Linked DNA regions of Zea mays: region 2 is linked to region 1. The links are chromatin contacts, called in public Hi-C maps. All regions are on one chromosome and are shown on one strand. The core of a region is the stretch at or near the end of the contact, and the rest is flanking DNA. Distances in the headings are between cores, read along the strand shown.

Region 1 (7,276 bases), core at 1,454-3,953:
AGGATGCCTCAAATCTGTGGAAGACCTAAAAAATCTGGATGACCTAATAAGGTTGGTCCGTTGTACTATTGAGCATTTGCCAAGGTAATTTATCTTATCTCCCTGTCATGTTGCATAAGAAAATGAATTTCGATGCTTTTCGCAGAAGACACATATTTGGCTGTTTCTAAAAAGTTTACCAGTTTCATTTACAGAGAAAATTATATTGTGCCACTTTTGTGCCTCTCTAAAACGAGTGGACATTTTGAAGTGCAGTGCAAATGAATGTAAAGACATTATCCCTGAAGGACCATATGGCGTACTTTAGCAAATCTGGTATTAGATAGTTGAGGCGAAATAAGACTTACTATTGCCTTGTTATGCATTATAATTGGCCTAGGCTTGTACTTTCATGTACCTGAACTTGCTGGTGACAGAGTTTTCCAGATTTAAATGTTCGCCCGTTTGTATAATTAGATATATGAGTATAACTAGATATATGAGACGTGAACCTTAATTAATCTGATTATTCATTTTATTTTTTGCAAATTTTATCTTGTTTTGTATTTTACTGTAGCGTTAGCACGTCCACACTACTATTTATTGTCTGTTACAAACAATTGCGTGAAACTTAAACTATGGAAATAAATATCGTCATTTGGTTGTTTTCATGTGCATCCCTGAAATACTGCCGTAGCGTTAGCACGGGCACTCTACTAGTGGCTGTTAATGGTTTTCCACTAGGAATGAAAATGAATGGAAACAGTCAGGAACTGTACCGTACAACTATAATACGGAAAACTTAAAACAGTCGACACAGGACTTTCCCACATTTATGGAATTAACTAATAAGGAAACAGTTGCGCTAAAAAAAGAAAATGACAAACTTTCATGTTTGCTAAAGACAGAAACGGTGGAAAACATTATAATAATAAAGAAAACAATATCAGACGGTATGGGAATTTACCATGCTGCTTTCACCTCTATCTTCCACTAAACAGTATCCACAACCACACAGTATGCATAGATTCACAAATCATGGAGAGCGTATGACTAGGGATGCGACTTTGATTCCCCTCATGTACCAGCACTCAGTCTTGTCAGGTCTGGGATCAAAGGATGGCCACAAGTTTAGCACGTGGACATTGGAAATCACTGGATATATATGGGCTGCTGTACTGGGCAAGGATATAGGCTGAGCCTTGACTCTTTCAAAGAAAGTAACACTTTACACGAAGTTTTACTGGAAAAACATTGGAGCCCCTTGCTTCTCCGTTTACGGTAGCATAAAAAACAGCAAATTATGTCCCAACAGTTTTCACATAAAGTGATAAAAAACACTTGATAAAGTAGGAATAAGCCAATAAGGTACTTATTCAGAATGGCATGATTAAAGATCATGCTGTGACAGAAAATTATATGTATTTGCAGATAAAGAGTAAATTGACCAATAGCTAGGACAACCCACATTTCAGTGCAGACATGAGAACTATGATCACAAGCGTTGAACGAATATGGAATGAACTCTGCCTAATCATTTAACAGAATTAACCCTTCCACTCATTTATTGGACGGCTCATGGACCAGTTTGCATTTTAGCATTCAGTACTTCATTCATAACTAAGAAGAAAATAAATGTCCCATTTAATCACGGACATTGTTTAAAGGTACTGCTATATATTAGAAGAAAACATAACATATTACAAAAAGCAACGTCCACCTCAGAGTAAACAAGGATACAATCAAGTCCAGGATTTTATAAGAAATGTTGAATGGATGGAAAAAGTTCACTTTATAAAAGATGGACAACAAACAGACCACCTTTCCCAGATCAAGGTCAATCCAAGAAGGCAACGAATGTGAGGCAAGCTATATATAAACCCACAAGGCAGTAAGTTTACAGAGTCCCAGGGAACGAATCCAGATTCTCACCACAGCCAGCTAGAAGTTCCTTTTCTTTATCTTATGTTTTGTGCAAATACTAGCATGCAATGAACAAAAACAAAAGGATGGACCTTTGCAAATTGCAGAACAGCAATGTCCAACCCATAGCCATAAATGGTACTATCTGAGTCAGGAACCAAGTAACCACCAACCACAGAATATTCATTGCTTGAAAAAAGTTGAGACTCGCGAAGAGAGCACCGAGATTGACAACTTGCAGCAATCCGAACTAAGGTTCAACCAACGAAATATGAAACCAGCACAATATCAAAACCCTCGCAGAAACCCTGAACCAGTCAATTCGATTGCTCCCAGTTCGTAAGCTCAACTCGGAGAGGTATCAGAAGTCACAAACGCGCAGCTGGGTTCCGAACAAAGCAGCCGCATCTCCTCTACAAAAGCTACCGCGTCGTCGGTGCTCGCACAGTGGATCCAGATCGTACCCGATACGACGGACGCAGGGCCAGCGGTACCAATACACGATTCCCCAATCAAGCGCGCTCCGGAGCCTAGCGAGATCCCTAAACTACTACTGTACTTTAAGTTTTCGAGGTTTTGATCACCTTTCCTGGAGGAAGGCGAGGGCGGAGTTAACGTCAAGCCCGGCCTGCCGGAGGTAGGCCTCGACGTCCTCGACGAAGGCCGCCGCCGGGATGCCCCGCCGCTCCGCCACCCCCTGCGGCGTCGACGCCGATGCCGCCGCCGCCATGCGAGAGGGACCAAGTGGAGATGGAGAGGAGCGGGCAGAGTCAAGCCCAAAGAGCAGCGGTTTAGACTGTCCGCAACCGTTCACCCTAAATTTTTCCCCCTAAATGTTACTATGCAGCCACGTCACGTCAGCAAGATTCCATCCCCTATATTCACTCGTCCTGCAACCGTTCCCCCTATACTTTCCCCTATATATCCCTCTACTCATTAAAAAACCATTTCCATATAACTAACTTTAACCAACTTCAATTTTGATTTTCTTTAATTATTTTGCACACGTCCGACGTGTTACGCATGTATTCAAAAATAAAATTTATAAAAAATAATTACTTTACAATTACTTCCACAAAAAATATATAACAACTATTATTTTACAATACATTCGAATTTGCATTTTTTTGTGATCACGTTTTATCCATCCTGTGATAAGAAATCAAATTTCCTGCAAACCAAAATGCACTAGTCGTATGCGGCAAGCCGCACTTGACTTCCAACGAAAGCCATGTTTGTCTTTCGTGCGAAGCCACTAGCTTGCACCTGAAGCCGCATTCCTCTCCCCTATATATATGCAATCCATCTCTTCACAAATGTCATAACAAACTTCACTACATCAACAATTCCAACATTTCACAGTATGTCTCACAGTCATAGCGATGAAGACTCTTACTCGAGTGATAGTGAGGAGGAAACACTTATGCTTGTCAATCTTCTTGTCCTAAACATAGAGGCGAGACGCCACCTCCAACGACGGTCCCGTTCGCCTCGGCGGGTTATTCATAGAGATCATTTTCGTGGAGAAAATCTTATCCATCATCACTACTTCGCCGAGAACCCTGTGTATCCACCCCACGTCTTTCGTAGAAGGTACCCACAAATTATTATTCGCATACGGTTTCATATTTGCAATTTCATTACAAATTTTCTTTATTATAAACTTAGGTTCCGCATGAGTAGGCCTCTCTTCCTGAGAATCTTGCAAGGTCTTTAACAACATGATTCGTACTTTACACAACGGGTAGACGCAACTGGTATGCCTGGTATAGGTCCACTACAAAAAGTATGTGCGGCATTGCGGGTACTAGCATATGGGTTACCTTCAGATGCTGTAGACGAGTACATTCAAATAGGGGAGTCGACAGCTAGGGAATGCCTTCATCATTTCTGTCGAGGTATCATTGCATACTTCAGTGGCTGGTATCTACGAACTCCTAACGAAGCTGACATAACACGCATCATGCACCATAGCGAATCAAGGGGTTTCCCAGGGATGTTGGGTTCTATAGATTGCATGCATTGGGAGTGGCGGAACTGTCCTACCGCATGGCGTGGTCAGTTTTGTGGCAGAAATGGTCGAGCGTCTATGATCCTAGAAGCTGTGGCAACGTATGACCTTTGGATTTGGCATGCTTTCTTTGGCATGCCCGGGACAAACAACGACGTGAACGTGCTCCACCGATCACCAGTTTTCGACCCCATGACATCTGGCCGAATGCCACCTGTGCATTACACAATTAATGGTAATGCATATAACTTCGGATATTACCTTGCTAATGGTATTTACCCGAACTGGCCAACTTTCGTAAAAGCTATAAGGCACCCATATGAGCAAAAGAAAGTCTATTTCACACAAATGCAGGAAAGTTGTCGAAAGGATATTGAGCGTGCATTTGGAGTTCTTCAAGCTAGGTGGGCGGTGCTGCGAGGTCCAGCATATGGTTGGGATCGTAATCGTTTAACTGAAATTATAACTGCTTGCATCATAATGCACAACATGATTGTTGAAGACGAAGGGCCATTTGCAGCTAATACTGATTTTGGAGATAACACTTCAACGAGCCAAGCACCACATCTAATTGCTGAAGGAAGGGCAGAATTGGTGATTAACCACTTCGATCTTCGTCGCCAAGAAAGATCGTGCTCCCTCCAAAATGACCTTGTCGAGCATTTGTGGGCTCGGCGTGGAAGCATGTAAACTGCAGCATTCGTATGCTCAAGTTTATTGAAACTAGATTCTACTATGTGTAATTTCCATTCGCAAGTCCTACGTATCGGTTCAGAAATAAAGAAGTTTGTCAGTGCAAACCTGTACTTGTTCGTTCAACACAATAACATGAACACTGTAAACGATTTGTACACATCACAAGCGATTCCAAGCTCAACACGCAGCAAATATATGAAAATTAAAGCAAACATGTTCACATCAACTGGAAATAATTATTCTCGATTACAACACCATAGAACAAACAGCACTGCACGACTGTCCTTGACGACTTATGGTTCGTACAAATAATATAATGGTCTGCCAAAGAAATGTAACGTTCTCACATAACCAAATAATACAAACAGGTTCAGTAAAACAAGTGCAAGTTACCAGTAACCGCATATATCTTTCACTCGTAACCAAATATGAATTCTTGCAACTTCTGTTTTTGTTTTTGCATCATAATCCAAACTTGGGGTTGGACATCTTCTTCATTCGTTGCCTCCAGCCTTTGTAATCTTTTTTCAGCAGATTCAAGTTCTTGAAGTTTCAATTCCCTTTTTCGTATGATGACCTTTTCGGCTTCCAATTCTAACCTCTTTTTCTCCATTTCCCTGTCTTCTTCTGTGCACTTCTCTTTTTTTGCACCCTTTTAAATGGACCTCTGAATTTGTTTTTCAGTTATTTCTTGCAAACGGCTAAGGTACTCTGGAGATGAAGATGATGCAGGTTTGTTTCTCTCTGATTTACTGAAATCACGACCACGCGGCCGTTTTCCTGTCAACCCTGCTGATGAACTATCATTTTCAGTTGTCGGAGCAGACGGAGTTCCTGTTGACCCAACTGGATTTGCATTCAATCCGCGGAACGATTGGCCACTACAAATGCTCTCCCATTTCGGTTCTCCCTTTAGTTGGTGCCAGCAATGCATGTACTGGAAATTTTTGTTCTCCTCGTGTGCAAATAATGTTGCGGCCTTCGAAGTCTGTACAAATTATGGTTTAATTTTACAAATGTGTTAACATGTATATACAATCATTTGTAAATGATTTAAAGTCATGAAAATTTGGGTTACCTTGTCGTCATCAGTTAACCCACTTTGTTTCTCTCTAAGAACTCTTGCATAGTAGCCAGCAAACTTACTTACATCTGCTCTTATCTTATCCCATCTGCTGCTAAGCGCTTTGTTCACTCGGCAAGGAAAGTTCCCCCTCTGTTCGTTGTATCTTTTTTCAATTCTAGCCCAAAGGCCCTCCCTACGTTGCCCAGTGTGCACAACAGGGTCACTGCTAATTTGCAACCAGGTTGTGCAAAGTAGAAGATCTTCAGGGCCAGTAAAGTTTTGTTCCTTAGCCTTTTTGGGTTTTTGTATTGGAGGTGCATTCTTTTCAGGACTATTGATGTCTTGAACACTATGTTCTGCATCTGAGTCCAAATTCACAGGTATGAAGGTATAGTATTGGAACCCTGCAATGGTGTACTTGAATTGGATGGTGGAATGCAATCAGGAAATGGGTTAACTTCTGGTGGCCCAAGAGGATTCCTGACAAAATTCAAATAATGATTCCAGTACATAGCTGATTGAGAGGCCGGAATCATGGAAGATTGGGAAGAAGTATTCCCTGTATGCATGGGTGCCCACATTGTTGTCGGACCTTGAGCAGGGTTTGGAAAATTCAGGTTTCCCACGAGGTTACAATCCATAGCACTCTGCTGCATGTAAGCCGTGGGCCACATAGGGGGTGGAGGAAGAAACTGCTGGCCAATAGATGAGTTTGACATGGGCTGAGAAGAAGTCGCATTGTTTGATGGGTCCATTCTAGTAAGGGTGGACAGGGGACAGATTAAGTCAGATGGTAATAAGAGTTACATTTGAGCATATGCATTTGAACTAATGATTTAGAAATCAAACATAATAAGCAGTAACAATTATAATAAAAGGTTCGCATTAACGGTTACAGTACTAAACCAAACACATGAGAGTTGATACTGAGCAAAGTTCACAGACTACAATTATTCCTTACATCGAACTAAGTACTTCTTCGGACAGTCTACTGCTTAGACATAGACATACATGACATATGGGTGTTCAAAAGGATGTCATGTACCTTTCACTGCCAACATAACCCTAAAACATATTCCAGTAGCTATTACGGGTAGACCTATCTGAATCACTGAAATACGATTCGTCACTCACGTCGGGGCAGTAGAACTCCTCTTCGTCAACAGAAGGATCAGTAACTGTTGGAGGGGGTGACGGAGAGGGAGGATCAACACTGATGTCATCCCAGTCGTACTTAGCTAGTTTTGGAAAGGCTTGGACTTTTGCCTCTAAGGCATCCTGCTGAAGCAACTCTAGTTTATCTTTGATAGCAAACAATGTCCTAGCTAGGATTTCTTCGTCATGCATGTGGTCTAATGCATGATCAACTAAACCCCCCAGGGATTTTGTGGCATCCTCTGTACAGTCGACAAGGACTTTCATCAAAGCCTTCATCTTATCTTCTTGGGAGGATGCCATTCACAAATGGGCTGCAAACATTTAATTTATGAAGTAACATGTTGAAACACTTTAAAAGCATATGCATTCTTGTAATGACAAAAGTTTGCATATAAAATTACATACAAATTTTGTTTCAACCACAAGGGTGTCATAAAAACATG
Region 2 (7,276 bases), core at 1,715-4,214, 600 kb before region 1:
GCGGTAAGGCAACATAAGGCGACCGACCCCCTGTTTATCTTTTAGGCGATAAAGCGTAAGGCGAGGCGACGCCTTAGTTATATAGAAAAATATAAAAAATTAGATCAAACATTATTTATATATCACTAATTTAAAGTTAATAAGCAAGATAGCACTTTTATAAGGTCTAATAGGTCCAATTTCAGCATTGTAGAAGGCTAGAAGCATAAAAAGGAAAGGAAGAACCTCACAAGTGAGTCCGGCCCAACTCGGCCTAGCTCAACCCAAAACACACTTTTGGGTCACAGCCGCCAGCAACCTAGTAGCAGCCGCCAACCTCTATGTCTCCCTCATGCTGCATCTCTCTCCAGTCCCCTCTCGCTCCCTCTCCCACAGCTCTCCTCTCTCTCTCCCTCGGTTCTTCCACCACAGTCTCCCACCTCCAATGTCCGGAGCACTGCGCTCCGACGAGGAAGGAGGCAGCAACTGTAGCTGCCACACAGGTCAAGCCCTATTCTCTGTTTCCAGCTGCAGCCCTTCAAAACTCTACCTATCCCCTAAGCGTCGCCCCACTGACGTCCCGCCGGCACCTTACGCCGTGGTGGACGCCTTACTCCCCGGCGCAAGGCGAGCTAGACGCCTTGCCCTGTGAGCGCGCCTTAGCGCTAAAGCGATGCTAAGGCGACGCTTAATGGACGCCTTGATAAGCATGCTCTCACCAAAATATGCAACAGTTTGCCATAGATTCTGGGTTAGTATTCTTGGATAGTTGTCTGTGCATCAATTGTTTTGTAAAGGGTCACCTTTCCTCCAACAAAATCTGAACCGTCTTTCCAAACTTAATCAAACTTCCTAGCAAGAAAGCATAGTTTTTTAGGTACCCTCTATTGTGCACTTGCTCCCAGACTAAAACCATTGTTCCTCCATGCTGGCATTTGCTCAAGCACATGACCGTTGACATTACTTCTTTGAATAAAAGTCTGAAACCCGCCAATGATGGCACTATCTCAGCAGGAAGAGAGCAGTATCAATTCTGCACATGTCAAGGCCACAAACACGAATTTCTTTCATTTCTTCACAATTGACAACTTCTCACTGTCCCAATTCAACTCCTGTTTAGAAAGCACTTTATCGAAATTATCATTTACAGTCATGCTTAAAAAGGCGTCCATTAAGCGTCGCTTAGGCGCTAAAGTGGGCTCACAGGGCAAGGCGTCTACCTCGCCTTGTCCACGGACATAAGGCGTCCGCTGCGGCGTAAGGTGCCCTCGGGGCGACACCTTAGGGAATAGGGAGGGATTTGAGAGGGGGGGTTAAGTGAATTGGACCGCACGGTCACATGCCTATCGGGTCAGAGCTTCAAGAGACGGCTCGGAAGAGAGAAGAGCGCTTGAGCTGTGGCGGCGGCGGTGTGCAGCTGCAACCTCATTCCCCGGCGGCGCCCACAAGCAGTGCACGGGCGTGTTCCCTCTCTCAGCTCAGGCGGCGCGTGGGCATGGGGCAGCTGCGCTTGCGGCGGCACACGGGCGTGCTCCCTCTTTCAGCTCAGGCGGCGCGCGAACGTGGAGCAGCTGCCTCGCGGCGGTGTGCGTGCTCCCTCTGCCCTCTCTGTCTCAGGCGGCGGGCGTGCTCCCTCTGCCTTCTCCTGCACTCCATCCCTCTATAGATTACAACCTCTGCTCCTGGACTCCTGGTATAGCCTCTGTCCCCTTCCTCCACTGCTACCCTTGAGCATATAAGTCATGTACCTCATCACCTATAGATACTGTCATCTCCAGCACATCATCTCCCTGTCGTTCTTTGTAGTTGCCCATTGGTGCTATGCAAGCTAGAGCTGTGTGCTAATAACTCTTCCAACACTTAACTTTCTGACCATCTTACCTTGATGTGTCGCCATCAACCACTTGGTTTGAGTTAGACTTCGGGTTCCATGGGTAGTGATAAGTCAAAAAAAAAGGGCAATCAAGTTGTCAGCAATCAACATGGAAGCCGACTTTGTCTTATGATCATACAAGTACTCATCTTCCCCCAAGCCTAGCTGTTGCAACAAGGCATCATGCACGGTCATGTCAGACGGCATCTCTTTGTCCCACACAACCTCACTAGGCATTTCATCAAACGCCTCTTGTGACTCTCCGATACAGCAGAGGCCCTGAAACTATCTGCTTAGTCTGTGCTATTGTGCCATCCTTAAGAGACATTTCATCAAACATATCAGCTAGAGGATCCACGCCAAACTCCCAAGAAAGGGAGCGCTGGTGAGCTGAATGAGAGTGAACATATTGTCATTAGCTGGCTGAGGAAGTAGCTTGCTCCCCTCACCACCACTACTTACCAAACTCTGCTAATTGCTGAAACAGACTGGCCTGAAGGTCAAGGTCATACCACATCCTTGCAAAGAATGTCATCAGACACATCTCGTGCAGCAACTCTCGATGCAACCGCAGCCTGGAACATGATCTACTCAGCAGGTATTGCTGCGTCATCCCATAGAGGCGTTAGCTCGAACAACTAGTGGGCATCCTTCTCAAACACCACCGTTGTCAGTTGCCATGGAAACTAAACTACTTGCTCAGGCCACACCGCCACCTGCGCGCCCGGAGGCCTGGAGTACCGGCTCGGCCGCCACACACATGCACGCCGTCACCCAAGGCGAACAGCCAAGCGACAGAATCCCAACCTCCCCTCCTCCCAGAAAATGAAAAATCAGACAAAGAACGATAAGGGAGGAAGGGCGAAGAAGTGTTGGGAGTGGGGAGCATCAACCATGCTTACCTCGGTTGCTCGCAGCAGCCGCGCCGCCATGGCCATCGGCAACAGCCTCCTTGAATCCCTTTCTCGAGTTCGCTTCTCTCTCGGTCCCCTCCTGCTGCGGTGCGAGATTCTCTCTCTGGCTCAAGTTCGCTTCGCCTTCTCTCTAGTTGTCACCGATCTTAAAACACAGTTAAGGCCCTTTGGCATGGCCCTTTCGAACCGTCAAAAAAAATATAACTTCTCGTCAAAAGCCCATCAATGGTCAAGAGCCCATCAAAAGTCAGAGTCGTTTTTTTAAAGAGCCGGAGCATAAAAAATATGATTGTAACAGCTCCTCTTACATTTTACATGAGCACATAAAACCTGTTCGCGTACGATCCGCATGTGCGCAAAATCAGTTAAGGTTCCGAGTTTATCGCAGAATTTGTTAGCCTGTAGATTAATTTGAAAAATTACTTGTAGCGAGTCTAGACCTCCCCTTTATATAGATGAATGGCTACGGCCGATTGAACACCCTACAATCGATCAAATAAGTCTAATTATCATTTTTACCGTATGCATTAGGAGTAGTTCTAGTTTAGCCCTAGTTTACTCTTCTTCTGTCTCAAATCCTCACCTCTTCGGCTCTACTTCGACTAGAGGCGTTTTGTGTTGTCTGCGGACGCCAAGACACACCCTAGGATCTCTTCTCCCTGACGGGGTCCCTCCCGTGAGCGAGATTCAGGCGCTGCCGACGAACTCCGCCGCCCTGCGCACGCGTAGACCGTCCGACTCGTCAGGCAAAAACTCTAGCCTCTACGCCAGGTTGCGGACCGTCCGACCCCTAGCCGCGGACCGTCCGCGCCTCCGCAGAGAGCACCGCCGCTGATTCATCTCCAGTGTTTGACGTCCGAATCGGCGCCAACACACGTCATTTGAAATAAACACAATAGAAAATGTTTTGTGAAACAAATTACAAAACAGCTCTAACTCCTACAGAAAGGGCAATGAGCCAAAGGAGCGAGAGCCGAAGTTGTTTTTGGAGGAGCCGAAGCCCTACCAAAGGGGCCCTTACTGATGAGGACATCACTTCTATATATACAATAAATGGACCGATAACACGATCTCGTGCACGACAGCTAAATCTCCAGGTACGTTCTACCCTTGTCAATTGTGTTTTAGAGCTTACGCTTGGGGCCATGGATGTTTTGATGATTAGGTACCTTAGAGAGAACCAGTAAGGACTTGGGAAAGGCCAAGGTGTTGAGGAGGAGCAGCAAGGGCGTCCACAACAGGAAGGAGATCAAGTCCGAGTCGGTTGCGACTCTATCTCGGGTTCCAGGACCAGTCTGCACTAAAATTGACGCCCAAGATGCATCCGGACTCCGATTGCAACGGACTGGATATGGTTGGAAAGATAACGAGATTATCTAACCAACCCAACTGGTTCCACCCTAAAATTCATCCGGAGTCAACGGGAATCGTCGAAACAAGTCAGCGTTCAGATTCTGTTTTGGTGCTGCGACACCGTCTGTTGGGCCATTGGGCCGTGTATCGCGTCGGAGCCCATTAGGGGCGAGTCTAGGGCTACGCACGCCCTAATACTCTATTTATTCAGCAGCCGCCGCCACATTTAGGTTTGGGTTTTGCTTAGATCAATTCTGTCATCGAACAGTGTCGCCGTCATCGGCTTATGAGACCCCCTCCCGTAATCAATACAAGTTTGGTTGCGTTTCTTTCCTGTTCTTGCTTGTGTTGTTGATTGCGCTTGCAGGGATAAGCTTTCGTGGCGAGGTCATTCGTGTGTCACGGGTGATAACCAACGGAGCCGTGGTGTAGTGATTGCGAGGAACCGTTTGCTCGGAGCCTTGGATCATCAACGTCGAGATCTCCACTCAATCAAATTATCGTATCTCACGGAAGATCGGGCCGCGTCTACTATCAATTGGTATCAGATTTCCAGGTTGCCCGTGAGGTATAATTCTACCTTTAGATTAGTTTTGTTTCGTCCCATAGTCCACAAAAAGCCAAAAAAAAATTACGATCAGTTCATTCCGACCTAAAACCATCGCCTTAGCCTTTGCACAATTCAGTTTTAGAGTCCGCAGTTCTGAGTTCGTGTTCTAGTTGAGTTTGGTTGCTGGATTAGATTTGTTTTGGTTCAGTTTGATTGTATCCATCCGCTTCCATCCTATAAAACCGACCCTATCCATAAAACAGATTCTATCTCTACAACCGACAATATCCACAAAACATATCCTATCTCTAAAACCGACCATATCCACAAAACAGATCCTATATCTAAACCAACCATATCCAGAAAACAAATCCTATCTCTAAAACTGAACCTGTGCTCCATAGCCGTCGCTTCGGTTCCTGCCGAGTTGTGCCTTTGAAAACCATAACTTGAGGTACCTTCCATAAAACGGGCATAACTTTTCGCTCGGTGCTCCGTTTGAGCTCAAATTTTTACAACAGATTCTTGACTCCATTCTGGGGTGACCCAAACTGGCCTATGGCCTGTTTGGTTCGGTCAAAAAATTCAAAAAAAATCGGGAAGATAATTAAAAAAAATTGTTTAAGTGTTTTCACGAATTTCAGAGATCCTTTGTGAATTTCTCTAGGCCACAATACAACTATGTTTCAAGTGAAATTTTGTGTGCTTCCATCCTTTGTGTTTTTGGATCAGTGGTAAAAAATTCAGAATATTTCGAGCTCTTTTGATGGTACTCCTTTTGAAACGCGCCTTTGATTTCTACTAGTGCTGAAAAATCTGCCATATTTACAGAACTGCCATTCCCACTAGATACTTGTACCTCCTTTCTTGTGCTTTGGTCCAACTGTTCTATTACATTTTCTAGGCCAGCAACTAGGACGAGTACTTGGAACACTTATTCAGCATTGCTATCTGTTACTGACTTGTGTGCCACATATATATATTTAGTTAGCCTTCCCATAGCTCCAATTTTCTCTCGAGCAGAACAGGTACTCTTTTGCAATCACACCCACGCTCGTTGGACAGTCACACCGGTCACTGTTTGCCACCTGCAGTGCTGGTAAGAACGTTGTAAGAGCGGGGTAAGACGCTTCATAATTTGTATTCCACCACCTCCACCACCACCCTGAGAGATAGTTGTAGGGTTCACATTGTTTGTTGCATTTTTGTCTCTGTTTTGTGCTAACAATGACAGGACCAAAGAATCAAATGGACAAGGACAAGGGGCCTAAACTTAACGACGATGAGTGTGTGTCTCAAATGGAATTGAAGGAGATGATGCGCGCGATGACTGAAGCTTTTAAAAAATACCAGGACTCTGCCTCGACATCCTATGAGCAGCTTGATCGACGAGTTGCTAAACTTGTTACACGCATGGACGTACTGGAGGCTCGTCCCCCACCACCAACTCCAGCCCCAGCTCACTCTCCTGTGGACGACGACGACGATGACGACGATGTTTATGCACCGCATCGACAACGCCTCGCACGTAATCGACAAGGTATGGGAGGTAATGGTAGACGTCGTCATCATAATCCTGAACCAGACCATGATCTATTTGCTAAGATTAAGTTTTCTATTCCACCGTTCATGGGTTCTTATGATGCTGAAGCTTACTTAGACTGGGAAATGACGGTAGAACAAAAATTTAATTCTCATCTTGTTCCTGAGCAGCATAGGGTTAGACAAGCCACTAGTGAATTTAGAGATTTTGATATCATTTGGTGGAATGAACTTGTTAACACACGTGCTGCACCACAAACATGGAATGCATTAAAAGAGGAGATGCGAGCTCGCTTTGTTCCCCCTTCTTATAGACGTGATCTTCGAAAAAATTGCAACGCTTAGATCAGGGAGACATGTCGGTACAGGAATACTACCAAGAACTTCAGAAAGGTATGTTACGATGTGGGGTAGTTGAGGATCCAGAGGATCAAATGGTTAGGTTTTATGGGGGATTGAGGCGGGAGATTCAGGATATTGTTGATTATAAAAAATATCATTCTATACAACGCTTGTTCCATCTTTCTATGTTGGCAGAAAAAGAATTGCAGGGTCGTCAACAACGGAGGAGCAGCACTTTCGCTCCACGCCAGCCACCGGCGCCAGCCAAGGCGTCATCATCTTCGGGCGTACGGACGTCCACATCTTCCACTGTACCTTCGGGTGTTGCAGCAAAACCTGCTACAACCACCTCTTCCACAGGCCGCTCCTCCGACATCAAGTGCCACCGCTGCCAGGGACTTGGTCATATTCAGCAAGATTGCCCCAGCAAACGGGCATACATTGCTACTGGTGATGGTGGGTATGTTAGTGCTTCTGATGTTGAAGATGAAGATACTGTTGGAGCTAACATTGCAGAGACTTATGATGGTGATGAAGAGGTTCTTGGTACAACAGCGACCGAGACCTATAAGGCCTTGATTGTGCAACGAGCTTTGAGTACCACGGCTAGTGACGACGACAACAGACAGCGCCACAACCTTTTCAACATGTTCCTCATCGTCAAGGACTGCCGTGTACATACCATCATTGACGGTGGTAGCTGCAACAACTTGGTGAACGTTG

Evidence for each region. A called contact is a pair of places that touch in the nucleus more often than the background predicts.
Region 2: a contact with region 1 is called in a Hi-C map of ear, with 2.6 times the contacts expected there. The contact joins the promoter of LOC103639488 here to the promoter of LOC100283660 in region 1. A contact is called at or near these places in 2 of 25 Hi-C or Micro-C datasets (ear and tassel).

What each region holds. Positions count from the first base shown.
Region 1 is chr1:151,567,957-151,575,232 of Zm-B73-REFERENCE-NAM-5.0, reverse strand. LOC100283660 (prefoldin subunit 3) reads right to left here and starts at 2,703. Exons shown (of 6, transcript NM_001156561.2): 1 at 2,487-2,703. The coding sequence starts at 2,632.
Region 2 is chr1:152,167,707-152,174,982 of Zm-B73-REFERENCE-NAM-5.0, reverse strand. It overlaps LOC103639488 (intermediate cleaving peptidase 55, mitochondrial), which reads right to left and starts at 2,964. Exons shown (of 13, transcript XM_008662240.4): 1 at 2,755-2,964. The coding sequence starts at 2,790.